Linked DNA regions of Astyanax mexicanus: region 1 is linked to region 2. Evidence: chromatin contacts called from public Hi-C data. All regions are on one chromosome and are shown on one strand. Each heading gives the region's core, a stretch centred on a gene start, on an enhancer-like site or on the middle of the called end of the contact. The rest is flanking DNA. Distances are from core to core; before and after follow the strand shown.

What was found. Hi-C and Micro-C count contacts between places; a contact is called where the count stands out from the background.
Region 1: a contact with region 2 is called in a Hi-C map of muscle, with 4 times the contacts expected there. The contact joins the promoter of LOC103026644 here to the promoter of coq8b in region 2. A contact is called at or near these places in 2 of 3 Hi-C or Micro-C datasets (blood and muscle).

What each region holds. Positions count from the first base shown.
Region 1 is chr18:32,500,379-32,507,572 of AstMex3_surface, reverse strand. LOC103026644 (polynucleotide kinase 3'-phosphatase) reads right to left here and starts at 2,281. Exons shown (of 18, transcript XM_049466915.1): 1 at 2,132-2,281; 2 at 1,724-1,898. The coding sequence starts at 1,844. It overlaps zgc:162193 (TRPM8 channel-associated factor homolog), which reads left to right and starts at 3,858. Exons shown (of 7, transcript XM_049467264.1): 1 at 3,858-4,225. The coding sequence starts at 4,224.
Region 2 is chr18:32,160,441-32,166,977 of AstMex3_surface, reverse strand. It overlaps coq8b (coenzyme Q8B), which reads right to left and starts at 4,910. Exons shown (of 16, transcript XM_049467513.1): 1 at 4,778-4,910; 2 at 3,293-3,358; 3 at 2,080-2,258; 4 at 72-377. The coding sequence starts at 2,256.

The DNA of each region.
Region 1 (7,194 bases), core at 1,032-3,531, 340 kb before region 2:
GTCATGGCCACAACTTAATTATCTCATTCACACACCTTACTTATCTCATTGCCACCCAGTAGAATCTCATTCCCACGCATCTTGTTCCCATGCCTACATTTTTTTCGTGGCTACGACTTAATTATCTTATTCCCACCCATTAGAGTGTTGTCCCACGCCTTAATAAGTTTCGGGAACGCATTAGCATTTTGTTCCCACAGGTTAGTAAGCTGTGGCCACAACTTAATTATCTTATTCCCACCCGTTAGGATGTCATTCCCACACCTTAATAAGTTGTTGCCACACATTAGTATCTCGTTCCAATGCCTTCATAAGCTGTGTCCAAGCCTTCATTTTCTCATTTCCGCCCATTAGGATCTCGTTCTCACGCCTAAATAAGTGGTGGCCATGTCTTAGTTTTCTCATTCACACGCCTTAATTATTTCATTCCCACCTGTTAGTATCTTGTTCCCATGTCTTAATAAGTGGTGGCCATGCTATATTTTTTTGTTAAACATGATGTCACCTTAGGGCATACCTGTCAAGTTTTGGACTTAAAAATAAGGGATTTTTTCCGCCGCCCCAACAGCCCAAACGAGGGAAAAAAAAAAAAAAATATATATATATATATATATATTATATATATATATATATATATATATATATATATATATATATATATATATATATTTATTTATTTATTTATTTAATAGATTTAAAATTGAAATTGAAGGGTGCACAAATTTACAAAAAGGACATGGATCAGATATATTCCATAAGTAAATAATAGTCCTAAGGGGCCTACACAATTAATAATCTTTCATTAATACTTCTTTCTATTGTTCAGTCCACTCCTGATCAGTTCAGTTAATTTCAGCCCTCTCCACATTTTCTCTCTCTCCAGCTCAACCATCTCTTCCACCCCTTCTAAATAATACATTACATTACATTATAATACATTACCACAATACTTGAGATTTAAACAAATTCTAACAAACCCTAAAACTAGCCCTGAACTAATAGAGTTTGGAAATGATAGTTATTGGCTGATCAGGCACATCAGGGCAGGGCATTATATATATATATATATATATATATATATATATATATATATATATATATATATATATATATATATATATATATATATATATTTTTTTTTTTTTTTTTTTTTTTTTTTTTTTTTTTCTCAAACCCTGAATATCTATCTAGCTAATTCTAAAGTTAAGCTGTATTTTATTAAACACACAGTGGGTTTAATTTATGTTTTGATTCAGAGAAGAGTCTTTTTAACCAGCTATCAGAAACAATCTCATCACAGTTTACATGGTTAATTACCTTTCTTTTAGAAAAATCTCCGTATATCCAGATTAGTTTTAACGACAGCTGCTCCGACTAGCTGCCTGAACTCACAGCGAGGGGAGGGGCGGGGCTTCCCGCACACTAAACTGCGCTCCGCAAAACCAGCTAGCTGATTGGCTGTTTCTCCTGAAAGGCGGGACTTTCTCCTTGAACCGGCACCACGATTGGTTAAGAGACACACAGCGGTCAGTGCATTGTCGCCTGTGGCCTATATATATTTTTTATTTAGTATAATACGGGAAATTTACGGGAAAATACTAAAACGGGAGGACGGCGGGAAAGAGGAATAAAATACGGTAGTTTCCCGGCCAAAACGGGAGACTTGACAGGTATGCCTTAGGGTCTCTGTATAATACAGAAGAGGCTGTAAGGGTGTATTTACCCTGATGTCTGGAACACTGTTTATCCTTCACTCCAGACTCAGGACCCCGACCCAGGATCAGGGCGCGTCCATCACACAGCTCCACCCGGGCTCCTGAGGGACTCAGTAGTGCACACTTCATTCCGAGGAGTGCGGTCGTTTACTTATCTGTTCCCTACGCTCTACGACCAGCAACCTGTAGTTAAATAAAAAGGATTTAATACACTTATTCCTCACTTATCATTTATTTTACGGCTTTAAATCACATCAGAATTATACATATTAATATTAATATAATCCTACATCACAGAACATTTAAATACACTTAGCATATCTTAGCTAACTAACACTAAACTAAACAGAAACAGCTCTCCACCACCTTCAAGCAGCTAACATACTAACCAGCCAAACGCGAAACAGCGCACTGACCAGATTACGACTTTAAAACGCCTTCAAGACTTTAAAAACGACAGAAAACAAGGATAATAGTTAGTCGGCTAACAAACTATCTAAACAGCTACACAACGCGTCCCTTTCAACAGCCCACTCTGTCCCAATCCAGCCCTCGCTCACTTCCCATACGCACTTCAAAGCGCAGGAAAAAACACAGAAAGGAAATAGGGGGGTTACTTTCTTTACAACACATCTAAAATCTCAGTTTATCACCCGTCCTGATAAATATTATTGTTTTAAATACTTTTTTGACCTTTTAAACGCAAGATAAAGTAGAACAAACAATAATACAGTGCGTTATATTGATTTATTAACGTTAACATTAAAAAAGAACAAAAGAGACATCCCTTTAAAATAATAATAAATAGATTTTCCCAAGTGGAAGTCAAGCCACAGCTGTTTTAATGGCAAGACTACCTATTTCCGGTACCGCCCGCTATGCCGTATTATTATAATCAGATAATGCAACTGCGCACCGCTAGAGAGAGCCCGCGAGAAAGTCCTTCATAAATAGAGAAAAATAGAGCTAAACGGCAAAAACTTTATTTAAAAACATAACTAACTATTTACCCTGTATATTAATTGTATTTTGGAAAGTACAATGAAGTATTTTACTAAAAAAGTAAAGAAATCTAGTCTATATTGTTAAATGTCTCTACAGTAAACGGGTTTTATTCAGTAAAGGCGCTAGCATTGCTGCTAGTCAGTGTTGATTGGTTGGTGAGTTCCTACTGAAGGTATTGCTCCTAAGTCTCCTAAAAAAAACTTTAGCATGTCGTTATAACGAGAAACTCTCGTTTTTATGAGCTTTAATATAGTTTAAACGACAAAGTATGTCGTAACAACATAGTATGTTGTAATTATAAAACAAACATAGCATTAGTATGAGAAACTAACTCGTTGTTATGAGTTACTGTGTCGTATTTATAAAATAAATGTCATAATTACGAGAAAATATCTTGTTTTTTGAGATATTGTAATAATAAAATAAACATCCCCTAATTTAGAGAAACTACCTATTTTTAAAAATCACTGTCGTAATTATAAAATACATATCCCATTATTATGAAAAAGTATCTTGTTTTTAAGTAATGTTGTTAAAACAACATTGTATGTCGTAATTATAAAATAAACATCTTGTAATTATAAGAAATCTGTTTTTTGTAAGTTACTATGTCGTACTTCAGAAAAAAAAGGGCTTCTTGTTATGACACGCTAAAGCTTTTTTTTTTTTTTTTATCATACTTGGCACCAATATTATTGCGCAATACTCTTAAACCACTGCATTGAGTCTGTTAATATGGCCCAGTGCTGTGTTCCCTGCTGTATTAATAGATCCGAGTCTAAAAAGACGACCCAACTGTCTCTGAACTGCGTGGGTGCTAACTATGAGATAGCTAACGCTAGCAACCACAGAGAAAAAAGACCCCTTTTGGATATGATTGATATATGCTAGCTATGGATTTAGTACAGTGTCTCTTACTGTATACAGATATTTAGTGCTTCTTTTGCCTTAGATGTTACTCAGTCAAAGTAATTATATCTTTAGCTAGCCTAGCCTGTGGCGCTAACGCTAACTAACTAAGTTAGTTAGCTCGCTTGCTAATGGCAAAGCCAAACTGCCTTTTTCCGATATCCTTGATATATGCTGTGGGTTTATTGCGATACTTTTTTGCTATAAAGTCACATTTTTGTGTTCTGTTCTTTGTTGCCCAACTACAGCAAAGATAAACTCTGATTTTGCTCAGTTGCTTCATATGAACTTATTAATTCTGGAGCGCCCTCTGGAGGCTGAATAAACAGGGTAAACGGTCTGGAGTGGGTGCTCTTCTCTATATAGACTCTCTGTTGAACGAAGGGGAGGAGGAGAGGGGTCTGGACTAAAATTTCCTACAGATTAATGATCTATCAGTTCCTCCTGCAGGCAGTTAAGAGAAAATCATTCTGGTAAAATTACAGCACAGCATAAATATATCACGATTTAACGTCGGAATTAGCTGGATAAACCTGTAATATTAAGAAGTACAGTTCATTCTACAGCCAGTAGGACAGCACCTCAAATCAAACCATGTAAGTAAAGCGAAAGTGAATACATCATTCATTTCTGGGTTTGAGTTCCAATCGGACTTTGAAACTTTTTGGAAATTAAATTATATTTATATTTTTTATAATACTTTATTACGAAAGGGACATGTACAAATTGTAGCATTTATTTGTAGCATATATTTGAACATACACAGGATCTCCACCCTCTTATGAACATATGCATAACTGTTTGAAAGATTTATGGTTTAAAAAGATTTACAAAACATGAATTATCTAAGAGTCAACATGTCCCAACGTGAAGTATTTTTTTATTTTTATTTTAAACAGATATTTTATGAATTGTGTGTCTGAATTCTCACCAGCAAATGATTTCACTTTTTTACTGTAGAGTAATTTACCACAGCATGACTAAAACTCGAATGTGAGAAATCCCAGAGCATAAAAAGATAGATATTGAGTTAAAGTCTGGAATTTAAAATAAGTTAATTTTTACTTGAAAATTGTTTCAGCATTACAGATATATAAAAGGAACATATATCAATAGATACTTTAGAAAAGAGTAAAAGTACATCAACAGGTCAACACAATGTATAATTGTATCTCTATAGATCAACACATTCACAACCCAGAGAGAGAGAGAGAGAGAGAGAGTGCAAATGACATGTAAATCAATAGGATCCAATGCAACTGGATAGTATCTTTTAATTTGGCTACATCAACAGAGTCCAGTTAACAGTTTGTTGTCCAGCTCCAGTGACGTGATCAGCTCCAGCCTGTCTGGGCAGCACGTTCTTATCATGGTGTCTGTGAGAAGATGAAACAGAAGAAAAAAAAAAGGTGTATGGGAAGATCTTAACTAGAATTCATTATGGTCCAGTTAGAGGAAATTTCGAAAGGCCAAGGTCTGGACCGATTGTTAACTTGTGTTATAATTAGGTGCTATATCCTGTAAGGTTGTTTGAAATGAATGATAAAAAAATATATAATAATAATAATAATAATAATAATAATAATAATAATAATAATAATAATAATAAATATAGCCGCAAGCGGCAATCATCGGGTTCAAGCACCAACTTGCACAATGGTGCCTACTGGAGCATTGAATGGTGATGTGTAAGAAGGTCTAATATGATTGGAGATGCCCTGTCACATTTAGAAATTATCAAGTTTTTCACCTGTTATTAATGTTGAGCAGAGGCCTTTCAACCTGATCAGTGCTTAAATTCACATGTAAATCTAGTGAACTTTGTAGGATATTCATTAAGTGAGTTAGAACTAGTCAAAAGGTGTCTACATGTTATTGGTATTGATCAGGTGGCTTCAACCAGAATGTTCACAAAGTGGTATTCAGATTGACCTTTGAACCTTTGCAGAACAAGCTGAAATGTTTGACCAAACAAGTTTAAATTAACACAAAGGAGTGAATGTTCTGATATGACATGTAATTACGAAGTTATTATAAATCTAGTTCTGAATTAAATGGCGCTTCATCAAGCACCAACTAGCACAATGGTGCCTACTAGAGCATAGGATGGTGATGTGTAAGAAGGTCTAACACAATTGGAGACATTCTGTCACATTTAGAAATGATCAAAAGTCTTTCACCTGTTATTAATGTTGAGAAGAGGCACAAAGGAGTGAATGTTCTGATATGACATGTAATGTCAAGTTATTCTTAATCTAGTTCTGTATTAAATGGCGCTTCATCAGAGTGATATTGTACAGAGGTCTTTAACATTGTGAGATTACAGCAAATACTGCAGAGTTACAGCAATTTAGGTTAGAAATTCCAAGGACGCACAGATTGCTTGATGCCTGGAGAGTATTGTATGTGAAATTTTCACAAATGTTTTTAATGAACATTTACCTAGAGACTCTACAGTGTGCAGCAAGACTGAAATGGAGGTGATAGGCCAAATATCCAGAGAGTAGTTTCAATATAGCTATTTTCAAACAATTAGCAATTATGAATGAACAAAGCACTTTTTAAACATAGTTGTATTGAGAAATTTGTCAGAGCCACTGTACTAAATATGGCAAAAACAATTAGATGTCAAAATAGTACAGCATGATTGACATATACTCGTTTTTTTGGAACAGCGCCCCCCAGTGGGCGGATTGTTTCAGCACTTTGCAGGTCACTACAGTGTCTCCACCTGAACATAACTGCCAAATATCATCCAGATTGGGCAACATTCAGCCTGCCAAAATGTCTGCTGAATGCTGATTGGCTGATGGTGTTCAGCCATGTTGATTGATTAAGTTGCCCTTTGAACATCCTTTAGAGGCTGTATGATAGATTCTGCATGCAAAGTTTCAACTTGCTAGGTTGCACGGTTGCTGAGAAACAGTGCTCCAAATTTACCTCTTGAAGTGAATGGGGCATATATCCGGAAGGACTAATTTGCATATGGCGGCCATATTGTTTACATATTTCAACTTTTTCTTAATGAATATTGAAGCGCATGCTCTCACGAGTGTTTTGATACCAAACAGGATTGGTCAAAATTCCTAGGACTAGTTTGCAAAAGTAGGTTTTGCATATTATGCAAATTAGCAAAAAATCTATATAGACGGAAGTGCATGGTCCAAATTGGAAAGTTGTTGGTATTGACCCAAGGAATCCATCAAAAAAAGAATTTTGAATGTAGGTCTTATGGTTTTTGAGTTATTGAGAAAATTGTGAAAAATGAATTTCCTTGTTTATAGCGCCACCACTTGACCAATCGGTGCCATTTTTGTTGTCCACCGAGATGCACTGATCCTACATCTACCTACCAAGTTTCATTTCTCTATGACTTACGGTTTAGGCTGCACAACTGTTTTTTCAGGAGAAAAAGAATAATAATAATAATAATAAGAAGAAGAAGAAAAATCTTAGCAAAAACAATAGGGTTCTACGCACCTTCGGTGCTTGAACCCTAATAATAAATGCCTCTCTGGCCTCTCTCTCTGTGGTGCTCGGCGTGACTTTGGTTTCTGCCAAAGGG
Region 2 (6,537 bases), core at 3,661-6,160:
TGTAGGTCAGAGCTCTGTAAGTAATACAGATATACTTTGTATTAAGATATGAAGGTTAGGGTTAGGGTTACCTTCTGCCGAGCAGGTCTGATGATGGTCTTCTTGGTCTCTCTGGCTTTTCTGATGTCCTCTGGTGAGAGTCGGGCCGTTACAGAGTCGTGATGGAACCTGGAGTGATAAAGAGGAGCAGAAACGTGCAGGAAGCGAGCGCTCTGTCCCGGCCAGCCGCTGCTGCCTGGTGATCCTCCACCCGGACCCGTCTGGTCTGCTACTTTCTTACCGTCTACATCGTCCATCTCCGTCGCCCACTTCACAGCCTCATCTATCTCTGCCTGCTCCCAGTCCTCAACAGAGGGGAACTCGTCCAAATTCTGTGACTGGTAGAAACAACCAGAATAGAATCTCAGATGGAGAACCGATAAACAGCATGTTTAAGTTAATTTTTACCCTTTACTCACATAAATCAGCATCACTAACTGAACAATACGAGCTATAAAGTATCTAGGATAGAAATGTTTATAGTAATGATGAGCTGAGCTGAGCTAACTACTGCATAGCCCTGCTGAGGTAAATGTATTGTGCTTTGTTTATGTGTGTCTGCTGGGATGGTAAAAAGGTTAGGTGTTCAATAAATATTTAAAGAATTTAGTTTTCAACTGCTTTCTCCTCTGAAAAGCAAGACAAAAAACATCCAGGGTAATTTGTTTATTTAGGGGTGAAAATTGGCAAAATTATCTTTATAAACCTGCAAAAAACTGTGTTCAGTATTTAGATAAATGTTTTATTTTGGGACAAAAAAAAATACGTCTGTGCATCTTTAGAAGAAATTACTATGAATTAATTGGTACTCATTTGGTATAGCCTATTTAGTGAAGTCCCACAGGGTTCTATCAAAGGATCTATAACATTGAGGTTAATTATGAGAGAACTGTAATTATGTTAATGTATAGATTATGAAGAGTTAATGTGATTTGAATCCAGAGTAGAGTGGGAATTGAACCAGATCTGCCCCCTGCAGGGCAGTGGTGTCTTTACTACTGATTCCATATTTTTCAGACTTCAGACTAGTAGTGAAAACCACAGGGCCTCTCATGATACAACATTATCATGAAGAATTTACCATGATAATGATAATTAGGCGTGGGACAAAACATTGATAACACAATATATTGTATCGTTTTCATTTGCAATACATTATTGATATGTGGCATTAAATATTTAATTTTTTTCTTATTTCTTATTTTCTTATTGAATCAAAGTATCAGTATCCTGTGACACTTAATACCACATTATAATTTTCTATGATACTTTACACCATCTGTGTTACTGAAGAAGATAAAATACACAATACTAATTAATCAAATACCAGGAATTATGGATTTACTGGTGTCAGTTACACACAATTTAAATACAAATATTCTTTACCACAGGTTTACCCTATTCATTCACTGGAGTAATGAAGCAGTACAATTAGACAACTTTAGTAAGTCTAATTGGGGGGGGTTGCTTTGGGAGTTTAGAGCACCTATAGCCCTATCTGTACAGGATTTGTTTTGCATCTAGACTGCAATTGAAAAAACAGGAGGACCAGTGAGATTTTTGGCATTCTAAATCACATGACGCGTTCATTAGCTCCTCTATTTCCAATCGCTCCTCGATCTCCTTGGAAACGTGCGCCCAAAGTGTAATTATGGTGCATAGCAGTGGACAAATAGCAATTTTATTAAACTTGAAATATAAGACGTGCATCTGAACGGGACTAAAATTACAGGAGGATGACGGAGTTTAGCAAAAAAACAGTAGGTAATTCAGTCTGTAATTTTCTTAGAGGACATCTGAGAAAAACACATACATGGTCTTTCTGGACAGGAATAAAATCACAGAGGACCCCCCCCCCCCCCCATAAAAGACAAAAAATTATACCAGGACCCCCTGAGAAACTAATCCCGTCCAGATAGGGCTTATGTTTTAACAAAAGTATCCAAATTTGACACCATATATCGATAATATATCCAAAGCGAAAAAATATATCGTGATATCAATATTTTGTTCCACCCCTACATCACCAGGCCTGCCTACCTCTCCTCCGCTCATCACGGTGCCCGCCAGCCCCTCCACCACCTCCTGAGCAGCCTTGACCCCTGCACCCAGTGTGGAGTTACAGGCCATCAGTCGCAGCTGTTCGCCCTGAGTGCTGGCGAGGGCAGCGCCCACCCGGCCGGCACCCCTCAGCACCTGCAGCACCTCCGACAGCATCACTGCTAACAAAATAACACAAAATACATCTCAAAATGCATGTAGTGAAATATGATGCATATACACTATGCCTCTATCACTACTATCACTAGTATTGTAAGCCTGTTGGGAGCATTAGCTAAAAGCACTGTATTTGGGAATGCTGGGGGAGACCAGAAGTGGACTATACTTCAAAAATGAATACTCGTTATCAAGTTTTTACTACAAACCAAGTCCAATATCCAAACATCCTCTGAAGTTAACATGAGCATGTTAAGATTAGCAGTCAGGGACACCAGCTGCAACAGATTAAAGACTCTGAGACGTTTAACAACATGAGAGCCAAGCCCATTAGAACCACTTTAAACACCTGATAAGGAGGATAAAGTGTGTGAACAGAAGGGTTTTTAGCAAAAGCAAGCAATTCATTAGGAACACTTTTTCCTGAACACCCACTCATTATCACAATTACCTCACCAGCCAATCACAGTTAATAATATTACAAACAACCTGCATTGAATCGTATAATCCAGTCTGACTGATCTACCTGACCAATCAGCTCCCGGGACTCACATCAAAGGATGTCCAATCAACTATTTCATGCTTGATATAAAAGAAAGTTTCCCACTCTTATAATTTCTATGAGACATCCATCACAGACTATATTATATAAAATCAGATTAAGACAGATTATATAAACTCATCATATACTGTGCTGGATTACTAACTCTAAACAAACACAATACATTTCCCCTAATAACACAATGTCCCTTTTTTCAATACTTATTCAATTTCAAATATACTGTACATTTACATATCCATACCCATGGAGTCAACTTAATATAGGTTTTCAAACTAATACAATAAATATATCTCAATGTAACAGTGAGTCCAGGCCATTATCACAATACTGTGCCTTTTGGCAGACATATTTATTTATTTATTTTTATCATAGTTAGAGATTTTAGATTAGACAGAAATCTTATCTTATCAGTTTCAAATACAAATTCAAACTTTAATTACTAAAATAACTAACATATCATGCCATATCACCCACCCCTTATTATCACATCAGAGTACTTTTTCTGCACTTTACACTGTTCTCATTTTCCACGATACAGCCCTGGAAAAAATAAGAGACCACTTCAGTTTCTGAATCAGTTTCAGTAATCATGTTTGAGTAAAATTAACATAGTTGTTTTATTCTATAAACTATAAACAACCATTCTTCCAAATTCCAATTAAAAATATTGTCATTTAGAGCATTTATTTGCAGAAAATGGGAAATGGCTGAAGCTTTTAGGATGAGTTTTTAGACCTCAAATAATGCAAAGAAAACAAGTTCATATTCATAAAGTTTTAAGAGTTCAGAAATCAATATTTGTTGGAATAACCCTGGTTTTAATCACAGTTTTCATGCATCTTGGCATGGTCTCCTCCTCTTACACAATGCTTTTGAAAAAAACTTTATGCCACTCCTGGTGCAAAAAAAATCAAGCAGTTTAGCTTGCTTTGATGGCTTGTGATCATCCATCTTCCTCTTGATTATATTCCAGAGGTTTCCAATTTAGTAAAGAAACTCATCATTTTAAGTGGTCTATCTAAATCTACTAAAATCAGGTTATGTATGTCCAGTATCATTCATTTTACTTCAGTTCTGGATATATGGAGATATTTGGAGTGCATTATTAGTATCATGACATTCTGGATCTTTGACTTCTGTTACAAATCTGATAAAATTCTTGATTTTTTAATATCTCAATTAGGAGTGTGCCATATCACATTGTATACAATAGTAAAATGTATTTTTATTTTGTTGCAGTAGTGTATTCTTGAAATATTTGTTTGATTCAGTGGTTTGTCATAGTCCCAAGAGTATCATTATCGCAAAAATACCATGAAATATTGTGATATTATTTTAGGGCCATATTGCCCCCCCTTATTCTTCCTATATTTTTGTTGTAAGCTTAATAAAACAAGTTTTTTTTTCATTTGTTGCCTTTGAACAGCATTATGTACATCTCTATTTTAGGGTATCATGATGAAGCAGTGGACATTAAAATAATTAGTTTGTTCTGAAGATTTTTCCAAATATTTTTTTCTCCCAAAAAGTGTAAGTAATACCATAGAGCTTTGGAGGTTACTTCATTAAAGGGCGGGGTTATCCCAAGATCACAGGGCTCCTGGACACATTTAAACAGCTTTATATTTTAATGAAAACAGCTTAAAATGTAAGCTGTATACATGTTTAAAAGGTAATTATTATGTAACGATTTGCTGCGTCATATCTTCCATGATTATAAAGATAAAGGAACGTGAGCACGGTATTACATACACAGGCCGAACCGACAGAGACAGGTTACAGATATAGATATATATAATAAAATCTAATTTTAGCAGATTTAGATCAAAACTTTATACCTGAATAAATCTAATTTAGCTCTATAATCAATACCACAGCCTGTCAGAATCAATACACTGATCATTAGATAATCAACAACAGTAAAATGACTCTAATAGACTTTAACAGAGCTGTGCTTACCGCCCTGCAGCTGTCTGATCCACACAGTGTCTGATTACTGTCTTATTAATTCTAATACAGTTTAATACAGAGCTCTCTGTGTCCTTCTGCTCCACACCGCCACAAGCCCACCGCACATGCGCACACCGGGGCGCCCCACGTCCAATCACATTCTGGCTTACTGAATTAAGGCGGGATTTAGGTAAAGACACCCATTCACAGGATAATACCGCGGTGACTGAGGCGGCGTTAACCAATAATCAGCGACACGTGATTTAGGAACTGTGTTGATGCCATTAACACCATAGCTGGTTTATAGCGAGACTGCCCACTCCCCAAATCAACCCTTTATATAAATAAATGTAAATATGCCCTGCTCACCGCTAGAGGAGGCAAAGCAAACATACTATTTACACTACATTTTAGAGCTTACATCAGCCCCAAAAATCCAGTTCGACCCATAAACTGTCATTACGAGCCCGACCATTTTTTTTTTACTAAGCTTTTTAAAACTGAACTTTTCAAAAACATGTTCGTACTGTTTGAATGAGTGGAATGTGTTCAGAATAATGTTAAATAACATTGCGACACTGAGGAAGCCCTATTATTTAAGAAAAATGTTTATTAAGAACAGATCTCTGAAAGATTAAAACATAAACAACGCTAACAATCATCCACATGCCTAAACATCAGTTAATTAGGCTACAAGAATGATGTCTGAATGACTTTCCTCTAATCGAATATAATTTAACATGGTTTAAGAATATAAAACATTTTCTAAACTAACAAACTTTTTTTATATTGAGTTTATAACCGAAGTGCAAAAACACAAAAAGCAGCAATACGGTTATGCACTGCACAATTGTTAAACAAACTCTAATATAACTAAAGAATAAAGGTTTAAGAATAATAAACACTTTCTAACCAGCCACTTTTTAAGTATATAACATACGTGCGAAAATACAGTTGATTATAACATTCTAACATATGCACCTTTTTTTAAAAACTTTTTTTGATTGTTACTGTCACCAATGACCCTGGTAATCCACCTCCTCGCCACAGGAGGTCGCACTCGCCCCAATATTAGCAGTAGCACACCTGGCCTCACCTGGTAATCAGTGTTTTCACTGTTTAAGCAGCTCTCACGGACGCCTATATGCGATATCTTGTTAGTACTTCTGACATTTGAAGTGTTTGTTTTTATCTGGTATTTTTGTTCTGTGACCCTTTTTCTGCCTAGACCTCGATTTTTTTTTTAATTAACCCTTTTCTGCCTTGTTCACTTGGATCTTTGTGTGTTTGTACAATAAACCTGCTTTTGGATTCACAACACTGGTCTTGTGTGACATATACTGTTCTCAAGTGACACACGCACCTCAGCGAGTTCACACGCTCACACGCCACACATGGTATTTCTCACGCTTGCCAATCCATCGGTTATATATTTTAATGTACTCTTGTTGAGCCTATCAAAATATAGATCGCTCTGTTGTTAGGCAGACCTAGTCAAAGAGGGTGGAGTTTCAGCCAGAGTGTCAGGCGCGAAGAACTGTCCGATTCGAAAGTTCTGAAACACACGTTGGTGAACAACGGCAAAAAAAATGGAAGAAGTATCAGACCACTGCAAATCTACCAAGACCCGGCCGTCCCTCTAAATTTTCAGCTCAAACAAGGAGAAGACTGATCAGAGATGCAGCCAAGAGGCCCATGATCACTCTAGATGAACTGCAGAGATCTAAAGCTGAGGTGGGAGACTTTTCTCAAATATATCCATAAAAAGT